Linked DNA regions of Zea mays: region 2 is linked to region 1. A link is a contact called in public Hi-C data. All regions are on one chromosome and are shown on one strand. The core of a region is the stretch at or near the end of the contact, and the rest is flanking DNA. Distances in the headings are between cores, read along the strand shown. Region 1 holds the start of LOC103633264 (glucan endo-1,3-beta-glucosidase 13). Region 2 holds the start of LOC103633266 (chemocyanin).

Region 1 (3,404 bases), core at 888-3,387:
AGTCCAGTGCGGCCTGCAGCCGCGCGTCCCCAACGGCCGCGTTCGCAACGCACCAGCTCGACTTGGCATCGCAGGCGCCTATATATATCTCGCCTCGGTACGGTGAAGCCGCCATGCATGGACGAAAAGACACCGGATGAGGAACCATAACTACGTAGCCATCACCCATCAGTAACGACGAACTACATCATGCATGTGTGTGTCACTTTAATTTACCAGCTGGTTCCTGGTAGACAACGGAAGCAGCGCCGGCGAAGTCACACGTCCCGCTTGCCCGGCCATTGCGCTGGTAGTAGTCGTTGAACGCGTAAGAGGCGTGGGCGGCCTTGGTGTTGGGCTTGAAGCACGTCGCGCCGGGCTGGATGGCGCCGCAGTCCGCGCCGTGTCCGCATGCGTAGTCCAGCGCCGCCTGCAGCCTTGAGTCCCCCACGGCCGCGTTCGCCACGCACCAGCTCGCCTTTGCCGCGCTGCAGGTGTCTGAGAAGGCGAAGAATAATAGATCTAGCTCACCACCAGCTGAATCAAGAAGCGTGCGCCCATCTTCATGAAAACAAAGCCGAGAGAAAAGAGAACTCACCGGCTGGCGCCTGGTAGACGACGTTGGCGGCACCGGCGAAGTCACAAGTCCCGCTGGCCCGCCCTTTCCGCTGGTAATAGTCGTTGAGTGCATAGGAGGCATGCGCGAGCTTGGTGTTGGGTTCGTAGCACGCCGCGCCGGGCTGGATGGCGCTGCAGTCCGCACCGTGGCCGCACGCGTAGTCCAGCGCCGCCTGCAGCCGTGAGTCCCCAGCGGCCGCGTTCGCCACGCACCAGCTCGCCTTCGCGCCGCCACTGCCGCCGCCGCCGCCGCCGCCGTGGTGGAAGTCGAATTCGTACACCTTCTGCTCGCTCGGGTAGAACAGCCCGAAGTTCTGCTCGATGTCGTCCGGCCCGTCGCCTTTCTGGTTCTCGTTGAAAAGCGCGAAGATGTAGACGTCCATGTCCGCGTCGGGCCGGTGCGGGGTGCCCGTGTTGCCGGACAGCACGCGGTTGATGACGTTGTTGACGTATGCGTGGGCATTGGCTATCGAGGCGACGGGGTACCCGTCGTCGTCCCCGGCCACCAAATGCCTCCGGCCTCCGCGAGGCGGCCTCCGGCCGGGTCTGGGCCTTCCTCCAGACGGATGCCCAGTCTCCCCAACATGTGCTTTCAGACTGGTGAACCCCATGGCATCCATGGCGTAGTACGTGGCGTCGAGCTGGGCGTCCAGGAGGCTGTGGTACGTTACGCCATTGTCGTCGTCGAGCGCGATGCTGCCCGTGTCGTCGTCGTCGACGCGCACGCCGGGGTTTGGGTTCCCCAGGGCGTAGTCGAGCGAGATCTGGTCCGGGTGCTCGGCGTACGCCAGGTACGGATAGATATTGATGGTGAGGTAGGAGCCTGTCCTGTCCAGGAAGCCGAGCATGGGCTTCATCACGCTCTGCGCGATGTCGTCCCGGAACCTGCCCGCGGACGGCGGGTACGAGTCCTGGACCGCCGAGAAGGCGACCGGCGTGGACACCTTGACGGCGTCGGCCAGGCCCAGCTGCGCCAGCGCGTCGTGCACGTTGGCCATGGCCGGGACGAGGTTCGAGTTCAGGTCCGGCCTGGAGTCGAACACCTCGTTGCCCACCGCGACGCAGTGGATGTGCGTGGCCGGGTAGAACGCCGCCACGTTGGCCCGCGCCCACTGGAGCGCGTAGGACGGGTCCGAGGCCGCGGCGGCCAGCTCCTCGTTAGGCAGCATCACCATCACCTTGATGCCCGTGTTGGCCAGCGACGTCAGCACCTTGGGATTCGCGTCGTACAGCCTCACCATGGTGATGCCGCTCTGCTTGAGCAGCTGCACCACCGACGCCGGGTCCGGCAGGTCGTTCGCCACCCTCCCGTAGTTCACGCCCACCTCGCCCGCCTCTGCTGCTCCACAGAGGAGTAGCGGCAATGCCGCTCCGAGGAAGTGAGCGAGAGCGACGGCTGCTGCCATGACCATGGTAGGCTCCGCTGCTGTGGCGCGGGGCACTGGGCCGGCGATTGGGCTGAGCAGGACGAGGCTAGCTGCTGAGTCCTGACTCCTGACTGAGTGTGTGACGAGTGACGACGATGATACATGAACCAAAGGGTTGGTGGGTGGGAGTTTAGACTGCCTCCAGCAATACACGATAAATGGTTCTATACTCTAAATTTAGAGTACGAAACGTTCTCTATGCCGTCTAACAAGGAACTCTAAAAGGAACTCTAAAATATAGAGGACGTACGGCGAACGCTAAACGTAGAGGAGTCCTTACGCGCGCTATCCGTCTGCTCAGCCCTGGGGCCCGCTCTTCAATGTGGTCATCCGTCTGCAGCTACCTCTACTACCTCTGTTGGCCGATTAATTCTATTCTTTTTTTTTGCGTGTAAATCTAATAGTAGCAGCACTTTTGCTAATTGGGATTATTAGATTAATATTATCAGTTTATGTCCAATACATATATAGATATGTACGTAGACGGCGTTATGAAAAAACGATTAGTAATGTCGGTTGCAAAATGTAATTATTATAATTAATTCCTAATTCATTTTTATAAAATTTCTAGAAATAAATAACTTTATTTTTCCATTACGCACATAAGTTCAAATTGTATTAATATAAAAAAATAAGTATTAAAAATGAGTATATGAATTCTGTTAGATATAGAGTACCGAATTTAGAAGACGTTGCTGGAGTTGGCGAAGATATAGAGGACGAAATTTTTTAGAGAGTTCTGTAAAGGACAGAGAATATTCCTTTAGAGGATAGAATTTAGGGGGACGTTGCTGGAGACAGCCTTATAGGCAAGGTTCAAGCGCTGCATGCATAGTGGTGGTGGGTCCCGCCACCGCAGCCGCCGGTGCAGGTGATGGCTAAGACTAACTGCAACACTACCGTCTGGGCAGCCCCTCCTCTTGCATGGCGCCTGTAGGGGTACTTTACCGCTGCAGCGCTGCCCCCTACAGCGCTCCTTACGCGCCGGCCCCTTTCTCGGCTAACTGCAACGCTGCCCCCTGGGTAGCTCTCTCCCCTTGCATGGCGCCTGTAGGGGGCACTCTACGGCCGCAGCGCTGCCCCCTACAGCGCCCCTTACGCGCCGGCCCCTTTCTCTCTCTCTAGATATAGCGTGTCATTGTTTATCCCCCAAACACTGTGTTGTGGGTCCATGAGTAATTGTTAGTAGATAAAAAATTGATAGTTGATATAGAAAATGATATTTTATAGTTGTAGTGGGATATAATGGGAGTATTTTGGGGGAACCGCTGCAGGAGATGAAAAAATAGGGAGAAAAATAGGGGAAAAAGTGATATAGGCCCTGTTTGGCACAGCTGCTGCTTGTTGAAAAAGCAGCTTATCTGATAAGCTGGTGAAAAG
Region 2 (3,431 bases), core at 382-2,881, 130 kb after region 1:
CTGAATTTGAGATCTATTCCAAAAAATATCAAAGATTTGTATGATAATTGGTTTTGTAAACCAAAAGACACGATGGCTCAGCTGGTGTTATTTGGTTGTGGTGCTTTATTCTGGGCTATTTGGCGCACTAGGAATGATTGGTGTTTTGGGAATAGTCATTTACTTGACCCATCTAACATCATTTTTCTTTGCTGCTTCTGGTTGGATTCTTGGGCGATTCGTCAGAAAAAGAAGGAGCGAAAAATGGTGGTGCTAGGAAGCAGGTTAATCCGAAAGACGGCAAGTGAAGCTTTCGGGAGGGCCTTGGGGTGGTGTCCTCTTGACAGGCGGATTCCTGGATGACAAGATGATGATGCCGAGAAAGCTTGTTGGGATAGTTGTCTGTCTTTTGTTGGCCAAACTGTTCAGGTCTTTTGTGGCTTCTGCCTGTCTTGGTTGGTTGTATATAAGAAAGTCTTATGTAGCTCTTCGTAGGCCAAAACTTTCACTGTTATCGTAGTCTCTTCACTGATCTAGCGATAGTGTTTAGAGTCTAGATAACTTTCTGGCCATGTCTGTTCTTTTGGAGGTCCTACCACGTGGGTGCGGTTGTTACATACTTTCCTATTTCTTAATGAAATAGGGGGCTTCGCCCCTTCGTCAAAAAAAAACAATGTAATACAATTGGTGTATCTAAAATATGTATCTTACTATATTTATTACATCGATCAGAGCATTCAATAAATTAAATTGACCAATTAGCTACTCTTCTGTTTTGACTATAGAGCCAAGACACAGTGTCTTCGTCAAGGGACGTGTCTTAATTTTTTTACATTTACCTTCTTAGACATACTTAAAGACACACCTCAAGACACTCATTATACATGACATTAGGGCATTTACACTGGTGTTTAATGTAGAGGCTCTTGAAGTGTTTAAAAAAAATCGTGGAGCCGTCTCTCCGTGAAGAGACGCATCTGGCTCGTAACCCAAGTAGCAACAGACGTCTCACTTACCACTGTACGAATTTGTCGTCTGTTCTATCGATCAGATGTTGTACAAACGCATTTAATTTTGTATTTATTAATAGACTATATTTATAGACACTTCATTGTATAATAAAGTCTCTTAATTGTCTCTTTGTGCTTGGAGAATCGTTTTGGTGTCCCTCTACTATACATGCCCTTGTGCTGAAAAGATTCATCAAAATTAATCGATATAGTACGTGCGAAAATTTTCGAGGATCGTGCGAGGCACGCACGACATCGATCGGGCCGGGAGCTCCCTCGCGATCTGCTCCTGTTGCGGGACGAAGCAACCAGTGGGCCTGTGTAGCTAGTCGTGCTCACGTAGTGCACAGAATCAATGGCGAAAGTCAAACCAATAAGCATATATGCATGCCATCTTGCAATGTAATCTTGCATTGCATTGACCTTTAATTTTGAGTGTCTCAGGGTGCAGCGTACAGTTAATCATTTCGACCCCGAATTCATTTGAAAATGAACAGCAGATTCTCCAACTCATAGTCTGTGTGCCTGTCTTCCCCCCTGCTACGGGCATGTGTTTCATGGTCGGCCACGAACACCTCTTCGTTTGGCATTGGCAAAGAAGGGAATTTCTCTCCATGTTCTGTGTCTCCGTGTATATATAGTCCTATCACCTTTTGCAGCACACGCGATCCCAAATTAAAGGGCCATATATACCGACCCGAACGCCGAAGCAATATAATTCGGTGGACCACCACTCAAAGGACGCGTACGTACGGGCCGGGAGCGAGCATGAATAAGATCGCCTCCGCCGGAGCACTGCTGGCCGTGGTAGCGGTGGTTGCGGCGTTGGCCGCGACGACGGCGTCGGCGAAGGACTACACGGTGGGCGGGTCAGACAGGTGGGACACCTACGTCGACTACGGCAAGTGGACCGCCGGCAAGACGTTCATGGTCGGCGACACCATAAGTGCGTGCTACTGCTAGCTCTCTCCGTTCACGTACTTGCCCGTGCATTATTTCCTTCCCATCTCATCTTGATGTGGCGTGCGATAATGTACGTTAACGACTAACTGCAGCGTTCGAGTACATGCCGTACCACAACGTGCTGGAGGTGACGGCGGCGGACTACGCCAGCTGCAACGCCGGCAGCCCCATCTCCACCCACTCCGGCGGCAGCACCGCCTTCAAGCTCACCGCCACGGGCACCCGCTACTTCATCTGCGGCATCCCGCGCCACTGCCTCAACGGCACCATGCACGTCACGATCACCACCGTTCCCTACGATTCCGCCACCGCCGCGGCAAGCGGCCCCGCGCAGGCTCCGCTCCAGTCATCCTCATCGCCTCCAGCAGCCGACGCCTACGCGCCCGGACCGGCGGCGGGACACAAGGTGGCCCTGGGCGCTGCAGGGAAGTCGCCGGCGGGCGCACCGAGCAGCGCGCCGCGGTATCAGCAGCCCGCGGCCGCGGTGGCTGGGCTGGCGGTGGCCGCTCTGGTGGCCTTGGTCGCCTAAGCTAGCAACGTGCGTGTAATTTGCACGCACGTTGCAGTTTTGACTTTTTGAGTTACTGCTTACTGCTGCTGTACTGTACCTGAAACAGGACTTCTGTTACTGCGAACGTACAAGCGGTATATTCATTTGTGCTTCTTCTTTTTACTCTTGTCGTGTGTTTATATTCGGTACATGGGTGTAAATTGTGATATTTACTTCTTATAATTCCATTTTAGCGGCATTGGTCAATGGTTATGTCTTCAGTGACAGGGTGTGCGAATCCATTTCACAACCACTATGTTGCAAAACTTCGAGGCATAGGAACGATATAATGTTTTCCATGCTGTTCAGAAATATGAATGTTTTCCATACAGCTCAGAAATATGAATTTGGCTCTACAAATACAATGAGGCCCATTTGTTTTGTTGGAATTCAATTCCATTTTAATAATTATAAATTGGACAAAACTAATTAAATTCATATGTTTATATATGTAATATATTTGTATATTATCCTAAATCATATAAGAGATAGTTATATACTATATTTATGGTATAGCGAAACATGTAGAAGAGTGTGCTATAAGTTGTATATCGGAAAAATAGTATGTAAATCTATATAATCAATTTTCATTTCTCACTCATGAATTTAAGATAGGCTTATATAATAACTTTTAAAAGTGGTAGAATGTTACATTTAAAAAAATAGTCTATTCCATTAGTAAGATTCTAATTCCTCAAAATGAAAGGAAACATGTAAGATTTTAATTTTTTAAAATGAAATGAAACAAACAGGAGCTGATTGTTCTTAAGCAGAAAGAAGATCGATACCACCCAAATCATTTCAGGCAGAGGAACGAGGTCAATGGCGGCCACGTCTTGATAACAGGCGAGCACGTTATACCAAAACGCACAGGCGCACAGCTAGCATGTAGTAATGCGCATCCACTTCTACCAACAGCCGTCGTCAGT

The links. Hi-C and Micro-C count contacts between places; a contact is called where the count stands out from the background.
Region 2: a Hi-C map of ear shows a contact between it and region 1, with 4 times the contacts expected there. The contact joins the promoter of LOC103633266 here to the promoter of LOC103633264 in region 1. A contact is called at or near these places in 3 of 25 Hi-C or Micro-C datasets (ear, root tip and tassel).

What each region holds. Positions count from the first base shown.
Region 1 is chr7:164,218,648-164,222,051 of Zm-B73-REFERENCE-NAM-5.0, forward strand. It overlaps LOC103633264 (glucan endo-1,3-beta-glucosidase 13), which reads right to left and starts at 2,138. Exons shown (of 4, transcript XM_020541371.3): 1 at 578-2,138; 2 at 217-477; 3 at 1-93. The coding sequence starts at 2,009.
Region 2 is chr7:164,353,442-164,356,872 of Zm-B73-REFERENCE-NAM-5.0, forward strand. LOC103633266 (chemocyanin) reads left to right here and starts at 1,632. Exons shown (of 2, transcript XM_008654969.2): 1 at 1,632-1,935; 2 at 2,045-2,723. The coding sequence starts at 1,758. The coding sequence ends at 2,481.